2 separate regions of the Mus musculus genome follow, and region 1 is linked to region 2. Evidence: chromatin contacts called from public HiCAR-type data. All regions are on one chromosome and are shown on one strand. Each heading gives the region's core, a stretch centred on a gene start, on an enhancer-like site or on the middle of the called end of the contact. The rest is flanking DNA. Distances are from core to core; before and after follow the strand shown.

The links. HiCAR-type assays count read pairs that join an accessible place to other places.
Region 1: a contact with region 2 is called in a HiCAR-type map of astrocytes, with 2.6 times the contacts expected there. The contact joins the promoter of E130101E03Rik here to the promoter of Dpy19l2 in region 2. A contact is called at or near these places in 7 of 39 promoter capture datasets (cranial neural crest, embryonic stem cells, frontonasal cranial neural crest and 2 more), 1 of 484 Hi-C or Micro-C datasets (embryonic stem cells) and 2 of 115 datasets of contacts at active chromatin or transcription factors (astrocytes and stem cell-derived neural progenitor cells).

The regions. Positions count from the first base shown.
Region 1 is chr9:24,972,764-24,975,463 of GRCm38.p6, reverse strand. E130101E03Rik (RIKEN cDNA E130101E03 gene) reads right to left here and starts at 1,256. Exons shown (of 5, transcript NR_153861.1): 1 at 1,189-1,256; 2 at 665-694.
Region 2 is chr9:24,694,905-24,697,604 of GRCm38.p6, reverse strand. It overlaps Dpy19l2 (dpy-19-like 2 (C. elegans)), which reads left to right and starts at 1,312. Exons shown (of 22, transcript NM_001166207.1): 1 at 1,312-1,823. The coding sequence starts at 1,442.

The DNA.
Region 1 (2,700 bases), core at 7-2,506, 280 kb before region 2:
TGCCCAGTGTCTGCCCCTGATGGACCAGAAGTGATATCCATCAAGACAATTCGAGAGGCATTTGCTTGAAAGTTGTAAATAGTGACAAGGACATCTAAGAGAGATAGTACTAGGCAGCCTAGGCTACTCCCCCCCCCCCCACACACACACCTTTTGGGGCTACCCCAACTTGAAGGACAGGCGGACTTATGGCTGAGGGCCGCAGGGGTTTGACACATTAGCAAACAGCAGGTCCAGCAGAAGGGAAAATAGATCCAAAAGGCAGAGCAAAAGGCAAGAGACTCAGGACTGCAGTGCTAGAGAAACTCCAGCGCTTCCAAATTGCTATTTTCACAAAACTGGGATGACTGAGGCCCTTCAGTGCATGTTGCATAGGTTTCTGCCTGGCTCTCACTGCTCAGGAGATCTCATACCTCAATGACGCCCTGAAGTTCTACCCAAGACCATGATGGAGACCATGTCCCCTCCATTCCTGTTTAAAACAGCCACGATGGGAGAGTATCAAGGGGCTATCTCTTCAGAGTATTTGTTTTTTCTTTGTGTGGGAAGTACAGCTAGCAGCCTTCTCAGCTCTTGGTTTTCTCCCCGCCCCCAGCTCGCCAGATCCATCCAGGAAAGGCAGCGCTGACTTTCCATCAAATTCTCTCCTGCTTGTTTCCCTCACCTTTTCTCTTTCTTAATCTTCCCATGTCTCCTAAAAGGATTAATTAGAAAGATGTGAGCAGGGGTTGGGACGTCAGAAAACAATCGTCACTTTCCTATCTGACCTCTCTCACCAGCTGCAGAATTAACAAATTGAATGTCCTCAGCAGGCAGGGGTGGCACATGATACCGAGTTCATTAGGAGCCTCGCTGGGGCCGAGCGAGTAGACCGATTTAAACAACTCTCGCTGATTAAATTCCTTCCAGGCACTCCCGCCAGATGCTGTTAGAAAATACTCACATCCAAGAGGTTTTTAATTTTTTTTTAAACATGTGCCAATTATTTCCCTGCTATCTGCAGGTGCTGGCAAGCGTCACAGGCCGGCCTGGCCGGGCTGTCTACACGCTTATCCACCCGGCGCCTGCCTGGGGGGCTCACGTCTGCAAGAATGGGATCCCAGGGGCTCTTCTCTAGGCTGTCAAAACTCTCCAGCCACCCTGCCTGGCTGGCCTTCCCTGCCCCCAACCCTGGCCCCAGCGCCTCACCTTCTGAAGCTCACAGCTCTCTCAAATGTTCCTAGGTGGCAACACAGATCTGGTGACCTGCTAGAAGTGGGGCCCGAGAGGGCAGGCATGCAGTAATGTTGGGCTGAAGCCAACTGCCTTCCAGCCAGGCTAGGCTTCAGCCCTGAGCCAAACAAGGACATATAATTGCCCCCTCCGTGAGCAGGGTTGCATACTTGGCATTGGTTCACAGGCATCCCTAGCAGAAGTCCCACAATGTACTTCCCTCAGACTTCTCTACTCCAGCAGTCTCAAATACTTAGCTTATTCCTCAATCAATGCTTAATTAATTCTCATCAAATTAATAGATGCCACTTAACCACTAAAAGCAAGGACTCATAATATAAACCACACTTTTTAGCATTGCTCATATGTTTAATGAAGGTAAAGTAGCTTTTGACTAATAAAAAACTGATTATTCTGAAACCAAGCTTTCTCTTCGCTCCTTTATATTAAGGGATGGTGGCTTTGTACCACTGTTACCAGCCCTCAGAATAATACCTTTCTTGGTTGTTTCCTATTTTCCTGTCTACACCTTTAGAATTCACTCTTTGTTTTAGCATTTGCTATAGCTGTTAACCTTGGTGATCATCTCCTCTCATAGGCACTAAAAGTTCATGTTTGTTCATTTCATAGAACCCTTTCATGGCTTGGATGATCTTTGATCCAGAGCTGAATAACTGGCACCCTCTTCTTGACCATTCACTTGTGTCTACTTTCCCTGCGCTGAACTAAGAGCTTCCCTGAATTAAACAACACCCAGCCATTACAAAGACTGGAGGGGGGTTGCAGCAACCAGGGAGGGTTGGGAAAGAGGCATTTGCCTGGATTCAGATGTCTCATGAATCTGGGTGCTCACGTACAGATGTAGAGACTGGGTCCAGATGGGAGGAACAGAAGTTAGGACTTCGATCTAATGGTGTTGCCATGTCTCCTCATCCCTGAAGCCCCCAATACAAAGAATACAGTGTAAATCTGAGAAAAACTACAAACAAAATAGCCAGTGATAAAAATAGAAAAGAACACTAATTAATTCTGGGAGATCTGTTACCAATCATGATGCCAACAGCTTAAGCTCCAAGAGAGAAGATAGGTAACAATTGGGCCCCATCTTACAGATGGCCCTATCCCCAAGTCACAGGGACAAGGATTAGGGAAACAGTTCTCACCATCCTCTGAATCCCTAGAGATTCTGGAGTCTCCTCTGTGCCCAGGCTGCCCCCTGACAAATGCTTGTCACATGACCTTCCTCCAGACCATCTTTATCTGCTCTGTTCAGAGGTCACATTTCCATCAATGCAGAGGGATGGAGGCAGCCTGCTTTATCTGGGTTTATTTTGTGCATAAAGATTAACATCGGATGTCAGTAGAGTTATGGATAAAGGGTATTGTAGGCTGAGATTTTTCAAACCCTATTTTATTTAGGGTTCTTAAATGCTTCAACCTCCCTTTTAATCTACCGACCAAAGGTAAGAGAGAAAGATAGTTAATAGG
Region 2 (2,700 bases), core at 63-2,562:
AAATCATTGCTTGGAGACACCTATAATAAAACAATACTGAAAGAAAGTGCACTGTCCATGCACTGACTAACGCAAGGACAAGTTTGGAGCATTCATGCTATGGGATGCCAAGACTCCAGGAGACTAAGTTTCTGTGAAACTTTTTGCCCCAGGGCTGCGTCCATGCTTTTGGGCTTGCCACACAGACTTCACTGGAGTGGGTGTGGCAGTAATCCCCATGCTTCCTTGATTGCTACAAAATACAGAATTAAAATGCTTACACTAAAGATAAGATTTCCATTTAGACACTGTGTATTCATTTAAGAATAGAGTTCTGCCAAGTGAATATGGTGCCAAAACTTATAATCCTAGGATAGAGAGGCTGAGAAAGGAAGGAGTTTGAGATCAATCTGGACTACAGAGTTAAGATGTCTCAATTGTACATTTTGTGTGTGTGTGTGTTTGCCAAACACCAATACCATGTATTTTAAACTCAAAGATGGGCAAACAAAATGTACAACCTGTTCAAAATGTGAGCAAAGCACCCTATTTGTGGTCTTCTGTTTCGTATGCACTGAAGAATAAAACATCTTAAACAGCAAACAGTGCCAGGAATGCAGAAATGCCGCTTGAGAAAAATCTTACAAAACAACAAATTGATAGCAACAGCACTTACTTGTTTCACATGTGTTTATTTAGATCAGGGAGCAGATGAATAGAACTTCCAGTGAGCTCTCAAATAATGCGGACTAGAAAAACGGGCCAGGAGTAGAAGGCAGAAGAAACGGCTGGACAAACCATGGGGAGGCATGGATTTGTGGAGGGTGAGGGAGGAAGGGAAGGGCAGGAAGGGGGGCGGGGTTCCTGATGTGGGTCTCACTTGCAACAACGGGAAGATCTGTGTTCAGAGATAGGCAAGGTAGGCAAGGCGATTGTGGGTGTTAGGGAGCTCAAGAAGTCCTAAACCAAAATGGGGTTTACTGCAGCCAAACAGACTGACATAAGACCTGGAACGTGGTGGTGGCCTTTATAGTCCTCTATAGAGAATGCAAGGTCAGGACTGGCTTTCTTTGGTTCAGGGCGGCTTCTTGTTTAGGAGTTGTTGAACACTCTGAGCTCAACCGTCCTTCTGGCCAGAAACTGAGCGATTTTGTTAGAACAATGTTACTTAACCAAAGAGCTCTGTCCTGTAGGGGAAAACCTAGGCGAACTCCAACGCCCAGACCCTGGGGAAGGCTACACCTCTTGCAAGTCCTGCTCAGGGGCGCGCGGGCTGGGCTGCACGTGGACAGCGCAAGATTGCCTAGACTGCACGCTCGCCATCCTTGTTTCACGGTCGCCATGACGACGAGGCTGCCCGCAACGGTGGCTGGTCGTTGAGGCTGCCTGGTGGTGTGTCCGCCCCCCGGACATTGCCCAGCGGTGATCCAGCTCCATCCACCTGATCACGGGCTATGAGAAGATGGTGGGGCCGACAAGGAGTAAGCTCAGGGAAGGGAGCTCCGACAGGCCACAATCCTCCTGCACGGGGCAGGCGAGGAGGAGGTGGAGCGCAGCGACCATGGAGCCCCAGCAGGAGCGAAGCGCGCCCCAGGAGAGAACGAAGTGGTCGTTGCTGCAGCATTTCCTCCTAGGCGGCAGGAAACTGCCCTCGGGTGCTCGCAACTACGCGGCGCGGAGGATCCAAAGTCTGAACGCACAAAATTACTTTCAGCTGGAAGAGGTCGCCAAGCTCCTTCTTCTTAACCGCTTCCAATTCCTCTTCACTCTCCTGGACCACTTTCGCGAAAAGGTGCAGGCACTGCAGATGCATCGGTTCTCCCACAGGACCCTCTTTGGCCTAGGTGAGCCGAGTCTGCTCAGTGTTCCAGCCGAGGCTGTGCAGGGTTTTTCTCCCAGCGTAGAGACTTGAAGGGTTTGTTTGGGTCTTGGAGATTTGGTCCACTAGTGTTTGGATTGTTGGATGAGTTGGTGGCGAGATCTGAGAATTGCATGCCAGGAATTCTCAGACTTCTAGTTCTTGTTTTAAACTTTTTTTTTTTTTTTTTTTTTTTTTTTTTTTTTTTGCGAGATTTTCCAACTTAGTGGTCACCTACACGCCAACAAAAAGTTATCCTAATCAGAGCGTAGAAGAGGTTGTCTACTATCTGGATGGAATTAGGTTTCTTCGTTTTTTGAAATAAAAGGTCCTTAGCTGAGATCACCAATAGTGGAGGAAGGAGGAGGGTAGATATGTTAAACCTGCTGACAGGCACTTATTTCCATCCTGCTGAGCAACTCAGGGTGGGGGAGGGGGCTTCGCACTTCTTCCATTTATTCCTCTAATTTTCTGTAGCTTTCTACTGTAACTCAAATATTGCTGTTGTCTGGTATTTGAGCCTAGCTGCTGATATAAACACTTCAATTCAAGTTGTTGTCACCTCCTCCCATCCTGACCTATTTGAATGCTGATGTAAAAATAAGATGAGTTGCCACATTGAAGTGCTAACAGCAGTAATTAAGGAAGAGTTGAAATTCATATTTAGATTTCCATCTGATGTTTATGCCAGCAGACCCACGCCAAGTCCACAATCAACATGGATTGTTTTCCCAAGTCCAAGTTCCAGTGTTCCAAGAGTTACACGCAGGAGTTACCCCTGAGCGGCTAGTGAAATAATAGCTCACATTACTGAGTGAATGTTCAGGAGAGACAGTTAATACTTTAGAGTGGATGTAAGATGC